Linked DNA regions of Pan troglodytes: region 2 is linked to region 1. A link is a contact called in public Hi-C data. All regions are on one chromosome and are shown on one strand. The core of a region is the stretch at or near the end of the contact, and the rest is flanking DNA. Distances in the headings are between cores, read along the strand shown. Region 1 overlaps RPS6KA2 (ribosomal protein S6 kinase A2). Region 2 overlaps RNASET2 (ribonuclease T2).

Evidence for each region. Hi-C and Micro-C count contacts between places; a contact is called where the count stands out from the background.
Region 2: a contact with region 1 is called in a Hi-C map of stem cell-derived neural progenitor cells, with 5 times the contacts expected there. The contact joins two enhancer-like sites. A contact is called at or near these places in 1 of 7 Hi-C or Micro-C datasets (stem cell-derived neural progenitor cells) and 1 of 1 datasets of contacts at active chromatin or transcription factors (stem cell-derived excitatory neurons).

The regions. Positions count from the first base shown.
Region 1 is chr5:178,906,421-178,911,676 of NHGRI_mPanTro3-v2.0_pri, reverse strand. All of the region lies in intron 3 of RPS6KA2 (ribosomal protein S6 kinase A2), which reads left to right. Among named protein-coding and RNA genes, the nearest start is that of RPS6KA2, 64 kb to the left of the region's middle. Within about 2 kb of position 2,251, at least 5 of the 24 cell types and tissues checked have an H3K27ac peak or open chromatin away from gene starts, as enhancers often do. A contact at or near this core is called in stem cell-derived neural progenitor cells, where this site is marked.
Region 2 is chr5:179,056,564-179,061,819 of NHGRI_mPanTro3-v2.0_pri, reverse strand. It overlaps RNASET2 (ribonuclease T2), which reads left to right. Exons shown (of 9, transcript XM_001136814.7): 2 at 444-504; 3 at 4,355-4,410. Among named protein-coding and RNA genes, the nearest start is that of RNASET2, 6.7 kb to the left of the region's middle. Within about 2 kb of position 3,154, at least 7 of the 24 cell types and tissues checked have an H3K27ac peak or open chromatin away from gene starts, as enhancers often do. A contact at or near this core is called in stem cell-derived neural progenitor cells, where this site is marked.

The DNA of each region.
Region 1 (5,256 bases), core at 1,002-3,501:
AAATATACTCATTGTTTGAAAATTATGTGCATGAATATATTTATGCAGAACATTTTAAATAAAGATAAAATAATTTTAACTTTTAAAACTTGAATATAAGAGAATTTGACAATATGGCTAAGGTGCAGGATGAGAAGAGAAAAAGCAAACAGAAATTGGGGGCGTTTTTGTGGATGCAAAGAAATTTACAGGACCCCTTCTACCCTAGAGGTCCAAGGGAATTCAGGGGTGGCTGCAGGGCCCCACGAAGGGACATTGAAGACATTCCTTATGTGTAGTGTCCCTGGCAGGCATTTACCAGGCCATGTGCTTTAACGTTACGGTAATACTTTACTTTAGGCATCCCTCCTGTTGCTAGCAGCCTTTTGACCTATCTGCAACGCAGTGTTCTCAGTAGGAAATGTTCATCTGTTACATGGAAAAAATGTTGATGGTGCATTGTAAAATTAAAAAACACAACTTGCAGAACCAAAAAAAAAAAAAAAAAAAAAAACTTGAATATAGCAAAATGAATAAAATTAGACTCATTAAACATCAAGCCAGGTGTGTGGTGGCTTATGCCTGTAATCCCTGCACTTTGGGAGGCTGAGGCAGGAGGAACATTTGGGGCCAGGAGTTGGAGACCAGCCTGGGCAACACAGCAAGGCTTTATCTTCACGAAACATTATTTTTTTAATTAGCTGGGCATGGTGGCATGCACCTGTAGTCCCAGCTATTTGGGAAGCTGAAGCAGGAGGATCACTTTAGCCTATGAGTTGGGGGCTGCAGTGAGCTATGATTGCGCTGCTCCATTCCAGCCTGGGTACCAGAGTGAGTCCTCATCTCAAAATAAATAAAATAAAATAAAATAAAATAAACCTCCCTTTCCTTTAGATTCTTTTCCTCTCCCCACCTCCTCCGCTTTTACTTAGCTGTGTTTCTTTTCTCCCTGGATACTATCTTTATGTTTTATGTTTTGATTGCAAGCTTTATCAATTAAACTTTTCACGAGTTTAGCATATCAGATTCTTTTGAATGCTTTAAATTTTTATAAAAGTAGACACAATTAAATCACTACAAAACTCCTCACTGCACTTGCAGCAAAACCATTTACAAAAGTGCACATACCATGGTTTAAATTTTTTTCTTTGTCTTCTTATTTCCATGACCGCCTAGAGAATTTCTCAGTATCACTCTCATTTCTGTTACATCCAAAACTTTGGCATTTATACAATTTTTATCGTAGAATAGAAGTTTTATTAACTTTAAAGACTTTTGCTTTAAATGCTGAAATGAGGAGTCCTGTTTCAGTTATTTTACATATAAATTTTCTTTGCAATTACAGGGAAAACCAAAGGCATATATTTCCAGTGCCTGCCATGAAATCAGATATCTTCCTTGAGTTAAGGAAATGATTGAGTTGAGGATAATGGTGTTTAAAATGATCTCAGATAAAGGAAGGCCAACTGTCTTTGTTCAGGTTGCTGTAACAAAACACCCTAGACCAGGTGACTTACAAATAACAGAAATTTCTTTTTCACAGTTCTGGAGGCCGGAAGTCCAAGATCGAGGCACTGTAGGTTCAGTGTCTGGTGAGGACCCATTTCTGCTTCCAAGACAGAACCCTGTTGCTGCGTCCTCCAGAGGGGCTAAGTGCTGTGTCCTCACATGACAGGAGGTGGAAGGGCCTTTTATAAGGTCCACTAGTCCCATTCATAAGGATGGGGCCCTCATGACTTAGTCACTTCTTAATGCTATCACGCTGACGTTTGTGTTCCAGTGTATGCATTGTGGAAGGACACACACCATGGCATTCAGCGCCCTGGATGTGGCAGGAGGCCAGAATGCAGAGCCCTAGACTGTGCCGCAGAACTGTCCGGGAGCTGGGCTGCTCCCCCATGTCCTCCCCGTGCTCTAGGGGCTGAGGGCAGACACAGTGGCAACCTGTCAGAGCCACTGGAAGCCTCTTTGCCGGCCTCCTGGTACGTTGGCCTAATTGCCCCAGAGGGTACTGTCATCTGGGACTTCAATGAGTCACTGGCTTAAAATATTTTTCTAGAACTCCTGAGGAGTTGGCCTAATTGAAACAGAGTGATCTATTTTCCAGGATTCAAATGAGTGTATTAGGCTGGAGACTGCCAGAAACAAAAAAATACCTGGTGTTTAAAAGGAACCCACGGTCTCCACAAAGAGCTTCTGAGCAAATACCCACCAGGCAGGCCTGGGGCCTGTGCTTAGCGCGTCTCCTGAGAGGTCGCAGCCATGACCTGTTACTGGGGACTCGGCGGAAGGGTGGGAGAGGGTGAGGGATGAAGGACTACACATCAGCTGCAGTGTACACTGCTCCGGAGACAGGGGCACCCAGATCGCAGAAATCACCACTGAAGAACTTATCCATGGAACCAAACACTGCCTGTTCCCCCAAAACTATTAAAATAAAAAAAAAAATACTCAGCTAAAAGTAAGGTTTATTAGTTGAAAAAAGTATATCTTCTGGCCTTTCAAAACATTGATATTCCAAAATAAAACTCTCGCACTACTCAAGTGTTTCCGCTGGAATCCAATTACCGTAGTGATTTCACAACCACTCTCATCCTTTGAAAAAAAAAAAAAAACATGAAAATGCTTTCCTTCTGAGCATGCAATTTTTTTTGTGACTCCTTTTTCTCTATAAGCTCAAATTTCCATTCTAACTACTCCTTTAGGATATTATGCCAGTGTGATAGGTATACTTTTTGGCTTAAAAGTCTTTATTCATCACCTTTATATTCTTACAGTAAAAAATCTGTATATAAATTGAATGTGTTTTTTAAATGTAATTTTCTGTAACCACAGACTCTAAATGTTGTTTCTTTGAATTATCCTTATAATTATTAGTAGTATACAATTGATTAAAATTTAAATAGTTTTTAAAAAATTGACTCTTATAAAATTAAAATCTCAGAAATTCAATATCAGCGATGCTGGGGATGGGCCCCTGCCCGGGTTCACAGACCCATGGGGTGCTCCAAAAACAGGCTCGGCACTGAGATTTTCTGTAGTTTCATTTTTATGAGCTAAAGCAAACTTGTTCACATAAATGGGAATGAAAGATGGAAATGGAAAAAGATTTGCTATAATAATGTCACTGGTTTTTGAGCTCCTTTCAAGTTGTATGCCAAAAAGCACGTTGTGCTTGTTATACAAGATTGTTTTTAAAGCTCTCTCAGCTGACAACTTGAATAGGCTCTCTTTCAATTTTGTGGAAAGCAGAGAATAGGAAACCACCGCATTTGCTGAAGGCTGGTTTCCTTAGTCACTGGGTACAATTGGCTGCTGATATTCACAGGGGCGCTCTCTCTGGCGCTGTGCTCTAGGGAGGGCGCCACCACCAGGAACACACCCTGGAGAGGGGTTTGGGATGGGTGCGAGGTCCAAGATGCACCTGTCTATGGAGAAGGGGGCAGGAGATTGTAAAGGGGTCTGGGAAACGGATTGGCCAGAGAAGTTCCTAGACAGATCACTTTTGGGAAAGAGCTGACGAGCTGGAAATGATAAGTAATTACTTTAAAAATACTTATGCCATGTGCCCCATAGATGGTCTTTGCATGTACACTGACCCCAGTCTGAAGACCACTGTGGTGGAGAGGGCCGCTCCCCAGCTGCAGGGCCAGCACCCAGCAGGCTGAACACAGCCTCCTGCAGCTGGAACAGGGAGCGCTCAGATCTGCAGAGACGCTGTTTGGGGCTCCCTGGGGAAGCTCCCTAATGCCCTCTTTCAGCACCAGGATGCTCCTTTCGGGTGCTAAATATGAATATCAAAGCAGAGTTGTCCACCTTTGGTAGTTAAGGGCTCATCAAACATTCCTCAGTGTCTGTCCCAGATGCTTAGGCTGTGGCATTGGCACTTTTGAGGTCGGCTGTAACTCATCGCTGAGCTGGGCTGCACTTTCTGCATTCAGTGAGAACAGAATGGACACAGCAAGGACTTGCAGGGGCCACCCCAAGGCTGGTGACATTGGGCTCTGAAGAGCTTGACCAGCAAATTCCATCATTCAATAGCTACAGTTGTTTTTAATTACCATGGGATAAACACTGAGGGTGAATGGTGGAATGGAAATGAACAAATTATCGCATATTCGATTTTGCTCTGTTTGGTCTCTGGTTGGTTCTCATGGCCTACCTGACCAACCAACGGTAGTGACATCGATGATTCAGGTGCCATATTTCTTCTGCTGCTTTTCACCGTGTAACAAATCAAGGTTTTTTTCTTCACTCTTGCCTTTTACTCCAGTGTCCTCTGGTCATCAAGGTTTGATTCTTTTACCTCCCTTGACCAGCACAACTTGAGTTCAAGTTCTGGCCTGTCTGGACCCGGCGGTTACACCTATCAATCACCTCTGTGCTTAAATTCCTTCAAGGGCTTCTCCACATTGATATATTTTTTCTAATAAAAACTAATTGCCATTGAACCTTGAACAACACAGGTTTGAACTGCACGTGTCCGATTATATGCAGATTTTCTCCCACCTCTGCCACCCCCGAGACAGCAACACAAAGCCTTCCTCCTCCCTCTCGTCAGCACCCCCTGCCTGGACAACAAGGATGAAGACCTGTATGAGGATCCATTTCCACTTAATGGATGGTACATACATCTTCTCTTCCTTATAACTTTCTTAATATCATTTTCTTTTCTCTAGTTACCCTATTGTGAGAATACAGTATATGATACATATGACATATAAAATATGTGTGAATCGGCTGTTTATGTTATCAGTAAGGCTTCCAGTCCACAGTAGGCTGTTAGTAGTTAAGCTTTGGGGGTCCAGACATAGACATGGATTTTTGACTGTGCAGGGAGCTGGGTAACTCTTGCACTGTTCAAGGATCAACTATATGTCATGCCACTGATTCTAAAAAAAAAAACATTTCTGGAAATAATTTCATCTCCTTCAGTGGCGTCCATCTCTTTTGTGAGGTGTGCCTTGCCCCTGCCATCCTGCACAATGTCCCCAGCACGGATGTGGGGTGCCTCCCTCCCTGGGACGCAGAGTGCCTGATGAAGGAGACACAGAGATGCGGCAGCAGAGCCTGGGACTGGAGAAACGGAGTTTTTCCAACCCAGGGATTGTCTCCACATCATCCTCAGCTGTGCTCAGACTGACAAGCCAGTGCTGTGACTGCTTTGCTCGGGCGTGAGAGCCACTCTTCATGAACTGCTCTCAAATGCCCTGGAGAATGAAACGCAGTGTAGAGAGGAAAAGCTTTGCCTTCTCAGGTTCGGTACCTGGGAGCCTC
Region 2 (5,256 bases), core at 1,905-4,404, 150 kb before region 1:
TTTGTTGCCAAATGAATTACAAAAAACTACCAGGTTTCAGGCTTTTATGGGTTTCACGAATGCAGGGGAGGGATCGTGGGTCTGCGTTTCTCTTGAGCATCCTTAGGAGAAAGGCGCTTCGTGGCTCAGTGGCTTCCCTTCAGTGAGGCCCTCCCTGGCTGCACTCCTAGCTTGCCCTGCCTCCGCTTCCCCTCCTCTCCCCTCCTCCCCTTATCCTATTCATGTTCTCCGCCACTCAGCACTGGACGCCACCACACGTGCCTTCTTAGTGTAGGGGTGTACCGCCTTCCTCACAGGAGTGTGTGCAGCAGCAGGGCAGGCAGTGTTCCTCCTCCCCCAGCACTCGGTGCTGAATGAATGATTGAAGGGATGGATGGGTGGATGAATTTTTTCTGTAACTTTAAAAAAAGTTCTTGAAAAATAAGTTTCTTGTGTTTTAACAGTGACAACCATGAGTGGAAAAAACTAATTATGGTTCAGCACTGGCCTGAGACAGTATGCGAGGTGAGTGTTTCTGCCTTGACGGGCCCTGGGGCCTGGGGAGCCCTGTGAAGAGGGGTTTGTGTGCACGTGCCCGTCCAGGGCACCCATGCTGCTGGTGCGGGAGGTAGGCATCGCTCTGGCGGGTGGGCGGTGTCTCCTACAGAGACTGCCTCCAGGAGGGCTGTGTGTGAGCTTCCCAGGGCTGCTGTAACAAAAGTGCCACAAGCTGGGTGGCTGAGAGCCTCAGGAATTTATTCTCACGGTTCTGGAAGGGGAAGTTTCAACCTAGGGGTCAGAAGGGTTGGTTCCTCTTGGAAGGCTCTGAGAGAGTTTGTTCTGTTTCTCTGCTAGCTTCTAGTAAGGACCCGTGGTCCTCTGCGTTCCTGGGCTGACCCATCACCCCAGTCTCTGCCTTCTCCTTCACGGTGTGTTCTCCACTTTGTGTCTCTCTGTCTCTTCTGATGAGGACACCAGTAATTGGATTTAGGGCCCACCCTAATCTGGTATCACCTTTTCTTGATGACATCTGCAAAGACACTGTGTCCATGTAGGGTCATGTTCACAGATGGGAGGAGGGGTTAGGACAGGGATATATCTTTTGGGAGGACACGGTTCAACCCACAGCAAGCCTCAGTTTGTCTCCTCCCTTTGTGGGCGGCAAGCCACCCAGGTGCCAAGGCAAGAGACCGAGGGCATAAGCTGTTCCAGTATAATAAAGAAAATATATAAAATGAGAACAGTTATACTAGAAATAGATTATAGATATGATGATATATGAATATTATTAATCATCAGTTTGTAGCATTGCTCTTTATTCCAATATTATAATAATCTTTGCTCTACATTTACAGCCTAGGAAAAACCAGGCCATACAGAGATAGGAGCTGAAGGGGCACGGTGAGAAGTGACCAGAAGACAAGTGTGAGCCTCTGTCACGCCCAGACAGGGCCACTAGAGGGCTCTTTGGTCTAGTGGTAACACCAGTGCCTGGGAAGGCAACCATTACTTAGCTGACCTCGGTCTAGTGGTAGCGTCAGTGCCTAGGGAAGGCACCCGTTACTCAGCAGACTGGGAAAGGGAGTTATAGCAGACTCTGCTTCACCATACCTCTTGTGGATAGGCCTCATATCAGTCAGGCCTGCCCACAGCCATCTGGAGGCCTAACCATCTCCCCGTGGTGCTGTGCTTCAGCAGTCACACTGCTGTTTCACTTTCATGTTCCACCCAGTACACCTGGCTCTGCCTTCTAGATAGCAGTAGCAGAATTAGTGAAAGTACTAAAAGTCTTTGAAATGCATAGAAGAAATAATGGTGTAAGCTGGCCTCTCTCTCTCTCCGCCTCCGCTGCCATACAGGGAAGGGCCCCCTGTCCAGTGGACACGTGACTCACGTGACCTTATCAATCATTGGAGATGACTCACACTCCTTACCCTGCCCCTTTTGCCTTGTATCCAATAAATAACAGTGCAGCCAGGCATTCGGGGCCACTACTGGTCTCCGCGTCTTGGTGGTAGTGGTCCCCTGGGCCCAGCTGTCTTTTCTTCTGTCTCTTTGTCTTGTGTCTTTATTTCTACAATCTCTCGTCTCCACACATGAGGAGAAAAACCCACAGTCCCTGTAGGGCTGGTCCCTACATCCCTCCATGTATTGGACATTTTATTAACATGTCCTGTGAGTGAAGAGGACCCAAGAGCTTCCCTGCCTCCTTTGCTGTGCTTGGCACCCATGGCACTCGCGGCCCTCCGGGCTGGCCCCTCATCATCTGGCTGCGTTTTGCTCCATGCCCACATCCCTTCAGGGCGTCAGTGTCCAGGCCCTTCTCATTGGAGCACCCAGAGCCAGGACACTGCCTGGATCTGCGCCTCAGGGCGTACCCTGCTCGGTGTATCAAGCTGACCCTGGTGTGCATTGCACACTTCTCAAGTGTTTGACCGTGTTGCTGAGCTAGCACCACATTCTGTCAGGAGCACGCAGGCTTTATGTTTTGCCTCTAGCACTGAGTGGTAGTGACTTTCGCTTCTACTTCCTCACTGATTTTTCTGATGACAAACGAAAATGAAATTTTGCTTATCTGGCTCAAATTATGCTCTTGCTCATTTCTGTACACGAGATTGCCCCGTTTTCAGTTTTGCAGACTTAATGTTGCGCTCCTGATGCTGTTTCCTTGCCTTGGGTTGGGGCAGTGGACAGAAGGAGCCAGAAGCTGCCTGGCACCAACTTTCAATTGTTGGGAGTGTAGCTGGCATTCTGAGATAGGGAGGGATTGCTGGAGTCCTTGGTTCCCAAGGAAGGAAGGACCGTGGAGGAGGAGCTGGAACTTAAGCACTGTCTTTGACCCACACTGAAGGATCTGCCTCCAGGGCCTGAGACCAGGCTGCTCTGCATTCAGGGAGGCATTTACATGACAAAACGTGGGTGTGTCCCTGCACACTGAATGTAAATATGCGTGGAGGCACATCTTTGCCTTGAGGCTTTAGAAACAAGATTTAAAAAAAAATCTGTAGCAAAATGTCCTTGTTAAGGAGTGTATTTCCTACTGGGCAGCCATGGTGAGGGGTTCTGTTTCAGCCCAGGTGTCCTCCTAGGCAGTGAGGGCTGTCCCGGGTGCCCCCTCTGATGAGATGCTTGTGTCAAAGATGCTCAGTCTGCCTGTCGGGTTCCCAGTGTCCTGGGCTCTCCCACAGCTCCACGCAGGCAGGCCTGGGAACTGAGTGCTGTGCAGAGCCCTCAGAGCCCCGTGTGGTGCAGGCTTTGCTCTCCGCATTGCCTCCAGGAAAGGAGCCCAGCTTCTGGCTTTGAACTGGGTTCCCTGAGGGATAGAGTTGAGTGGCAGAGGTGAAGTTACAGGTTTTGGCCTCTGACCCTCTTTCTCCAGCACTGAGCAGTAAGGACTTTCTGTTCTACTTCCTCAACTGATTTTTCTGTTGACAAATGAAAATGCAGTTTCACTTATCTGGCTCAGATTATGCCCTTGCTCATTTCTTTCTTTTTTTTTTTTTTTTGAGATGCAGTCTCACTCTATCACTCAGGCTGGAGTGCAGTGGCGCGATCTCGGCTCACTGCAAGCTCTGCCTCCCGGGTTCAAGCTATTCTCCTGCCTCAGCCTCCTGAGGAGCTGGAACTGTAGGAGCCCACCACCACGCCTGGCTAATTTTTGTATTTTTAGTAGAGACACGGTTTCACAGGTTGGCCAGGATGGTCTCGATCTCCTGACCTCATGATCTGCCCACCTCCGCCTCCCAAAGTGCTGAGATTACAGGCGTGAGCCACCGTGCCCAGCCTTTTTTTTTTTTTTTTTTTTGGAGACACAGTTTTTTTCTTGTCACCTAGGCTGGAGTGCAAGGGCATGATCTCGGCTCACTGAGTTCAAGCAATTCTCCCGCCTCAGCCTCCGGAGTAGTAGTGACTATTAGCGCCTGCCACCACGCCCAGCTAATTTTGTATTTTTAGGAGAGATGGGGTTTCACCAGGTTGGCCAGGCTGGTCTGGAACTCCTGACCTCAGGTGATCTACCCGCCTTGGCCTCCCAAAGTGCTGGGATTACAGGCATGAGTCACTGCGCCTGGCCCATAAAAACACCTGTTTCTGTTAAGTCAAATATTTGAGGAATGGCTTAACAAAAATGGCTGTTTCTGTTCAGTCAGTTGTTTGACGTTTGGCTTAGAACATCCAGCCCTAGTGTAGCTTCCTCATGGATCTGTTGTTGTAAGCAATGTATTGTGAACTAGCCCTGGTTTTAGCTTGTGTTATTAGTGCAGTACCTGTGTCTCGTTGGCATATGTTGCAACTAGCTGCTAAATGTATTTTAATAGGGTTCCTAAGTGTATTTTAATAAAGAGCCAATCATTTTCTTGTTGTATTTTCTCCCTAGAAAATTCAAAACGACTGTAGAGACCCTCCGGATTACTGGACAATACATGGACTATGGCAAGTGTCTCACACAATTAAATCTTAGGCAGAAGAGGCTCGCTGACTGGGAACCCTAGCTTGAATGTGGTCTTAATATTTATTCTTGTTTTTTGTTTTCAGGAGTTTATCCAATAGACTAGATTCTTATTTAAAAATATCTTTAGTCTTTCTAGCAGAACCCTGATTCTCTTGTTCTTTAATTCTGTCTTCATAGAACAATAACACTTTTTTTTTTTTCTTCTTCTGAGACAGAGTCTTACTCTGTTGCCTAGGCTGGAGTGCAGTGGCACGATCTTGGCTCACTGCAACCTCCACCTCCCAGGTTCAAGTGATTCTCCTGCTCCAGCCTCCCAAGTAGCTGGAATTGCAGGCACGCCCCACCACACCCGGCCATTTTTTGTATTTTTAGTAGAGACTGGATTTCACCATGTTTGTCAGGCTGGTCTCGACCTCCTGACCTCAGGTGATCCATCCACCTTGGCCTCCCAAAGTGCTGGGATTACAGGTGTGAGCCACTGCGCCCAGCCAATAACACTTTTTAAAATAGTGTTTACAGATTCTCGGTACATGTCAGGGTCACTACATTTTAATTTTCTCATTTTGTTCTTCTCTTGGGGTTTATTATAAATAACTACATGAAAATACATAAATGCACGTCTCGTACACATTTCAGAGACACTCAAATTTATTATTCTGGTTTTGTCTGCGTTTTGTTTAGTTAATTCTTTTCTATGTAACATGGACATACTTGTGACGCTGAACTGTGCACATCAATCGCCCCATCTGAAGGACCAGTTTTGTCCCACTGCCTCGATGCCGGGATTGAAAAGGGCCCTTTTAGCTTAATTGGTGCCTCCTGGCTCC